Linked DNA regions of Hordeum vulgare: region 1 is linked to region 2. A link is a contact called in public Hi-C data. All regions are on one chromosome and are shown on one strand. The core of a region is the stretch at or near the end of the contact, and the rest is flanking DNA. Distances in the headings are between cores, read along the strand shown.

What was found. Hi-C and Micro-C count contacts between places; a contact is called where the count stands out from the background.
Region 1: a Hi-C map of leaf shows a contact between it and region 2, with 2.6 times the contacts expected there. The contact joins the promoter of LOC123404511 here to the enhancer-like site in region 2. A contact is called at or near these places in 4 of 6 Hi-C or Micro-C datasets (leaf and seedling) and 1 of 1 datasets of contacts at active chromatin or transcription factors (embryo).

Annotation. Positions count from the first base shown.
Region 1 is chr6H:451,676,196-451,680,244 of MorexV3_pseudomolecules_assembly, forward strand. LOC123404511 (protein RGF1 INDUCIBLE TRANSCRIPTION FACTOR 1-like) reads right to left here and starts at 1,733. Exons shown (of 4, transcript XM_045098441.1): 1 at 1,494-1,733; 2 at 1,179-1,382; 3 at 826-1,041; 4 at 25-725. The coding sequence starts at 1,544. The coding sequence ends at 447.
Region 2 is chr6H:451,520,486-451,524,321 of MorexV3_pseudomolecules_assembly, forward strand. No RefSeq gene overlaps it. Among protein-coding and RNA genes, the nearest start is that of LOC123401955, 94 kb to the left of the region's middle. Within about 2 kb of position 1,531, at least 3 of the 3 cell types and tissues checked have open chromatin away from gene starts, as enhancers often do. A contact at or near this core is called in leaf and seedling, where this site is marked.

The DNA.
Region 1 (4,049 bases), core at 483-2,982, 160 kb after region 2:
TGCGGCATTGGGAACACCAAAACATGGCCATGCTGAGCAGCGTTCTTATTTTCATTACATGGCTCGTGCAGTACATGAACACCACACTGCCCTCCTGCTCCACATACTACTGGTACATTTATCTGTCATCTATGCACATTTACGATCTAGTGCGATAACCATATGGTCATAGTCGCATGGAGTACACTACAGTATACTGTATATTGCAAAACTTGGTCGTCGTCATGGAGTTGCAAGTTACTTTACAGTCTGACACTAGGGTTTTACCAGTGGTAACTAGCTAAAACTCGAAACTGGAAGTACCACGCTATAGTATTAGTGTGTGCCCCTCGACGGCGGCTCATCGCCGTTCAGGGCGCGCAGCTATTACCTTCTTGGCTATGTCACGTATACAGTAGGCTAGAGCGTTGATCAGGCCAGACATGCGCTTGGCTCTGTGTGCCGTCCTAGAGCTCCACGATGAGGCTGCCGAACGGCGACCGGTGCGGGATGCCCTTGCGGCGCTTGTTTCCGGCGCGGTAGCTGCTGGAGGTGGCCGGCGGGGTCGACGGCGAGAAGCTCTGCACCACGCTGCTCTTGTCGCTGCTGCCGCCGCTTGTGCTCGTGCACGAGTGCTCCGAGTCCGACCGCGCGTCCTTGAGCGCCGCTCTCTTCTTCTTCTTGCCGCCGCCGCCGACGCCGCCGTGTTTCTTCCTCGGCCGGTGGCCGCCGGACGTGCCTACAATCTGCGGAGCACAAGATGCAGTGCTGGTTACAATCTTGCAATGCAGCAGGCCATGGCCAAATTAAGCTTGGATTGTAAGGAGAAGCGCATATACTACATACTTTACATCCGAGGGAGCAGAAGCGGAACGAGTCGAGGAGGCTGCGCTCGCAGACGTCGCAGGTGTTGGTGACTCCCTTGCCCGGCCTCGGCTGCGGGCGCTCGTTGAGGAACACCACGCGCGCGCTGTTGATGATGTACGTCTGCACGCCGGTGATGTCCAGCACCCTCTGTATCTCCGACACCCGGATCACGTCGTGGTACGACGACCTCCGTATCTGCCCCGCACGCCGTTCGTCCATACGCATCGTCAGTCACCATGAAAACCGGCATGAATCGATCGAACGGGGGAGGAAAGAAGGCGGACACGGGACCCCGGCATTGGGGCGTCCGCGTGCATGAATGGTCCACTGACCTGGATGGCGTGGTGGTCGCGGTGGTGGGCGAGGCAGAGCGAGCAGAGCGCGCCGCCGATGCAGTCGAGGCAGTACATGTTGCACTCGCTCTTGTGCGCGTCGGCGTGCACCCGGCATTGCACGAAGAAGCTCGTCGCCAGCAGCGGCTTCAGCCACGGCGGCCACCGCTGGTTCCCCGCCTCCTCGTCGCACTCCGCTCCTCCCTGCACACCCAACATTTCAGCTTCAACCCGGCGCCGCCACTAGTCTAGGATGAACAAACGAGAACCAAGAACACATAGCAGGAGGGACACAAGCATCAAGAAATCAATTACCGTGGCGCCGCCGCTCTTGAGCGCGAGAGGGGATGCGTGGTCTATTGCCATCTTCGGCCGGCGAAAGGAGAGGAATGTGGATGCAAGATGGCAGGGGAGGGAAGAAATGCTGTGCAAGAAAGCAGTTCGCCGGCGCAGGAGCGCGAAGGCTTTGTAGACCGAGGAAAAGTAGTGCAGCACCTGTGGCTTGTGCCAAGTAAAAAAAGAATGGGAGGAGGAAGACTCGGCGCGTACTTGACAGTGAGCTCTAGGGCCCGTTCTTATCGACTCGTCGCGGGCCCGGGCCGTTTCGCGAGTCGCGACCGGTCGAATCGCAAATCCTACACAAACAAGCTCTGAAGTCCCATCAAAGAGGCGCGTTTTCTCTGTGAGCCCGTCGCCGTCGCGGTTCCGGTTCGGGTTGCATCCCCGTGATCCGGTGGGAAATTGTGATCACTCCTCTCCTAAACAGAGCGTATTTCTTTTGCCAGTGCTACGCAGAGGCACACACCCGCTTTTAGTTGTATTTTCGCTCCGCGTGGATGCTTCTCTGGGATATTCCATTGCATTCGCCGGACACTTGTCTTTCTCAGCTCCAAAATAGGCGGTGCAAGCAGAGCGAAAGCCCACGTTTTCTCAGCTCCCAAAAGTGAAGAAAGAAAAATGGCACAAAAGTTTACCACTAACGACGCCATTGCCGCACCAAATGCGTCGCCCATTGGCCAGTCCCGCGCAAGCAAGTGGATCGAAAGGGATCGGATGCATCCTCAACCGTGCATGCATGCGTATACCGCCATATATACTACTCCCTTCGTTTCATAATATAAGTATTTTTAAAGATTCACTAGAAAACTACATATGGATGTATATAGACATACTTTAAAGTATAGATTCACTCATTTTGTTCTGTATGTAGTCATTCCTTTAATGAAAACGGTTAAAAGACTTATATTTAAAAACGGAGGACCATATCCCTTCGATGCTCCCCGCGTTCTGGAACCAGGGCCGTCGCCTTTTCTCTAGTGCCGTCGGCCGGCGATGATGGATGGATGGATGGATGGAACCGCCCATGCCCGGATTTCTCGAGCTGTCCGTTCGTTTTCCGTTTTCCACCTAAGCCGGGCCGTGCTCTGCCGTCACCGATTCGGCAAGATGATGCTACCGGTGCACGGCGGTCTGCCCACCCACTCCTGTAACGTCCCAGTTATCTTGATAGCTGCTACCGCTGTGCACACACTGATCTCTGCCGTTGAGGAGGCCACCGGGCACACGTTTTTGTCCACTGTGCTGTTGCGGGCGCTGCCTATTATTGTGCTTTTCTTCCGTGGCAAGATCCATGTGCGAAGCAACGTGTCAGCTCCTAAGAGCATTGTAGACATCTACTCGGTGCGTGCAAGATATCGTGGGTGATCGCTGTCAGGTCACAGGGAAAAAGCTCGGAATGCTGCACCGCGTAGATTAGTCCCGAAGCAGTTATACGTCCGCGTCGTCTCGATTTGTTTTATAGGAGGGATTAAACAAGGAGCCAACTTGCTAAACCGCGGGGCCCGCCTAATCGCAGGTACGGTAGGCGTTGACAACCTAACATGTCGGGGGCAGCTTTGTTCCGCCCACCGAGTTCGAGTTCGAGTTCGAGTCGAGTCGAGTCCATGCTGCTGAGTTGTATCGAGTTTCGTAGGCACGGACGGATTGGTGTTGCGTGAAGCGTCACGGCACATATACATGGCCGAATTCCTGATAAGAGTTTTCTGTGCTCGTGCAGTCCCCCCGTCTACGGGCCTGAGCTATTATAGTGGTATGCTGGTACGTTACGTCCTAAGAAATCGCGTGTAGTATAGCCCAAATGTGCCAATAAGTTGGCTCCAATTTTTTGACCTAATGAGGGACTTTGATCTGAAAAGTAATACGTATAGTTAAGGCGACTGAATGTACTGGACACGCCTGGTTATTAACAAGTAGCAGTCCGCTCTAGAGTTCCTCGTTCTCTCCCCGGTGCCGTTCTACCTCTTCGTGTGGTCTCACGGTCAGAGCATCTGCAGCCGTTCGACCTTCAGTGGTCCCAAATAGCTTTGTCTGAGGATCTATTAGCGTTAAAAATGGCGTGGGGGCCCGGTTTTCCAGCCGCCCACCCAAGGGCGCCCCAGCGCTTTCGATCCAGTTTCTACGTAAATTTGATCCACTTTTGATCTATATTCGGTATTTTAGCACAAACTGAACAACAATAGTTATTTTTTATTAAATAGTTCATCACATAAATTAATATAAAAAAAAAGTTTAACAAATCAATACAAATAAAAAAATCAAGCTAGGCGTTGCCCTTGAGCCTCCATAGATGCTCCACCAAATCGTGTTATAGTTGTTGATACACCTATGGGTCTTGGATCTTCTCACGCATGTTGAGGAAGTCAGTCCAGGTTGTCGGTAGCTGGTGATCAACTTGAGCAAGAGGACCTTGCCTGTAATATGGTTCAGTGTCAAACACTAGCTCCTCCTGCTCGCTCTCAATGATAATGTTGTGCAAGACAACACAACAAGCCACGACTTCCCACATTTGATCTTTCGACTAGGTCTGAGCAG
Region 2 (3,836 bases), core at 281-2,780:
CGGTTACACAGCACTGCAGTAATAATATCTTTGGATTGGGGAGCTGTGGTGCCACTCTGCCTCCAGATTAAACTGATAAAAGTTGAGCATGGCGAGGTAATTTCACTGTTTTGATCTTTTTTGTTAGTTTAGCACGATTTAATTCTATGTGTAAAATAATTTTGGATTTGACCCTTTTTCTATCATCATCGTCTTTGACGGTAGGGTAGCACATCCTACCGCCAAGGCCTTTGGCAGTAGGACTTACTTAAACTGTCATGTCCGTTTATCGCGAAAATAGACCCTACCGCCATAGTCTGTGGCGGTAGGGACTGTCGGTGTCAAAACCGACAGAACTCGGATAGTGGGTCTCGAACTGTGGATCTTGGTTTGATGGTAACAGGAGACGAAGGAGAAGATGTTTACCCAGGTTCGGGCCCTCTTGATGAAGGTAAAATCCTATGTCCCGTTCTTGTTTATATTGAGGATGGAGTATCGAGTACAGAGTTAATCTACCTCAAGATCGTATGTTGTGATCTAAAACCTTAGAAGTAATGATCTTAACTTGTCCTATGAGCTAAGGCTCTCTAGTTTATATAGATACCAGGGTATTAGGGTTACACGATATCGATTAGAAAAAGAAGGAAACGTGTCGATTATCGTCTTTTCTTGGAGCGCATACCAAGTCTTCGAAAAAGTCTGTTTCGGACACAGTACATCTCATAATTCGGGTTCTACTATTAATTACAAGACATCCCATGAGTTCGGCCCATCAAAATAAGTAAGCGGACCGAGGACCCCTTAATCCCGGACTCTCTCAGAAACCTGCGTGCAATTATAATAAGATGACATTTACATGCAGGTCCCTACCGCCAGAAACTATGGCGGTAGGGTTACACATCCTACTTTCACAGACCATGACGGTAGGGTCTTTTTCGTATAAAATAAAAGTGACGGCATAGGTAAGTCTTACCGTCAAAGGCCTTGACGGTAGGATGTGCTACCCTACCGTCAAAGATGACGACGGTAGAAAAAGGATTAGATCCGATTTTTTTTTATACATAAGGTTATATCGTGCTTAGGTTAAGAAAAAGGGTCAAAATAATAAATTTGTCCGCATGACTATGTAATACAAGACTTCAGACGTGAAAAAACAACAAGGGCGGCAAAGGTGAAGGAATTAGTCAGGAGCGTGATACAAGGTTCATTTTACGTTGAACAACTTTTTTAGTGATTGGCCAATAAACTAACAGCATCATGGCAACGATGAGAACACAGTGATCGGATACATGACGAGTGGGATAACCAAATCACCACCTTTCTGGAAAAGGAAAAGCATGGACAAGGGCAACTGAGTTTGGACTTTCCTTGGCCTTAATGAGGTGTTAAAGGGGTGGATCCACTCGCTGGACCTCACTTTGCACAATAAAATAAGCAAAGGCATCGATGCACTATGAAAAAGAGAAAATGTGGAGCTATGTGTCACTTTCACATGGCTACGTCTGTTCGGAAGCTACCGGTATCTTCTACTGTCTGAGAGCAAAATGGCATCGGATGGATAATGCAAATTATGGGTTCAATGACAGCTGAAAACCGAGGAGGAGTACAGATGGTGTCTCTCTAAGAAGAGCGTGGAGAGCAGAAAGCAGCCATGGCAGTATGCTTGAAGCGAAGGCAATGTAGTTGCAGGTAGTGCAGAATAGGCAGAGGCGCTCCGCGTGGCAGTGATCGGATTCGATCCACAGTTAAAGCTGCAGAGACGCACACTTGAGCCAGCCATCTTCTCTTAATTTACCCATTTTGAAGACGTCGAAGAGTTCACCCATACATCTTCGGGTTGTGGGCATGTTGATGATGAAGTTTAAGTAGGCTGATGTCGACATGGTTGTGGGTGTTTGCACAATTGTCCCTTGATCAATCGTTTGATGTATAGTTCTCGGTCTAGTTTCTCATATAAACCGAACCACTCTGTTTTTGTTTCTTCTCTTTTAATAAAATTAGCTGTGCACCTGCCTTGCACGTCAAAAAAATAAATAAATTCAACATGGCGGCCCTGATTGCTTTAAGCAGCAGGAAGTGAAATCGAATACAACCACAAGGATAACACATTCTCTATGGGCTGATAGCAAAGGAACCTATGCTTCAACTACCAAGCATTATTGAACCACGTCGGACAGTACGCTCCCAGCAAAGCCGAGCAATTGCTGTCAGGCTGACTACCGTAGGCCTAAAGTTGCTGGGAGGGATAGCTAAAAAAAATCAGACCGCCTACGGAGCATAAATGCATAATCAGTCGACGTGAAAGTTATGCCTCTGAAAAAGCTAAGCATATTCTACCCCCGAACGTTGCCATCAACTTTTTAGCCTTTTTGAGTTCATGTTTGCTAACAGATTTGATAACGTTACGTTTTTTTTTCTTTTTTCCGGATAGCAATAGTGTGAAATTTCATCCCTAGATGAAGAGATTCGTTTCCCGAGCAGGAACCGTGAAGTATAGCGTTCTCAGCAATCGTGTTTTTTTCTTTTTTTTTCTTTTGAGGAATTCTGAGGAATTAGTTTTTTTTTTTACAGTGACAGTGAATTCTGAGGAATTAGGTAGTCTTGCCGTGTTGCGGTCCCAGAACAGCATATGTGCAGTAAGACGTTTTAGAATCTCTGCAGGTACTAAACTTTGGGGGATCATCATAGAAATTTGACCTCTTAGCTGCGCAAATCAGGCAAGGGAGAATATCATTAGAAAACCAATATTCAATAAAAACTTTGTGAAAACCATATTTTAAGTTTTGAAAAAATCTGAAACAAACATGAAATGTTAAGAGGATGATGTTTTATTGTCACAGAAAGTATCAAGTTGAAACACATCACCACATGTGAGCTATGAAAAAGATAAATTTCAGCCTAAATAGTGACAATACTATTTGGCACTATTCAAAGCTGATTTGATCTTTTTCATAGCTCGTATCCCGTAATCTGTATCAATTTGAAATTTTGCGTGGCTATAAAACGTCATCCTTTTAGCATTTCATATTTTTTTACTTTTTTTGAAACTTCAAAATGTATTTTTCATATGATTTTCAACGATTTTCATCGAATGTTGGTTTTCGTATGATATTCTCCCATCGGTCAAAAAGAAAACTCTGAACGGATATAGGATTTGGTGGCCTCTTACTTTCGGGTGTGCTACTATGTGTAAGGCATAGTGTTCACATGATTTGTAATCTTTTTAGCCTAACTTTAAACTTTTTTGATAACTTTCCAGAAAAAGTTCACCTAGTGTTCAGACGTTTTTAATTAAGGCAATGTATTTTTTTAGCCTAGCTTAAAAAATATTGATAGCTTTCAAAAAAATGTTTCTGACATTTAAAAAATGTTCACTCGTTTCAAAAACATGTACAATGAATATTAAAATAAATGTATATACAATGTACAAAAATATTCTGTAATTCGATAACAAATGTTAAACGTGTATAACAAAAGTTTCACCTGTATAAGAAAAATGTACAATGTGTACAACAAAAAATAGACATGAAAAATTTATTGGAAAAAAACATGTATATGAAAAATGTTAAAACTGTTTGACAATGTTTTAGATGTATACCAAAAATATATAATGTGAATGAAAAACTGACACCAAAAATATAAAACATGTATTAGAAAATGTTAAATTTTAAATACAAATAATTCAGATGTATAAGAAAAATGTATGATGTCTATGAAAAAACTAGGTATCAAATTTTATATTTGAGAAAATGTTAATCATGTATACTGAAAATGTTAGACCTACAGAAAAAATATTTTAGATGTATAAAAAATATGTTCAATGCGTATGAAAACAATTGCCATTAAAACATATATTT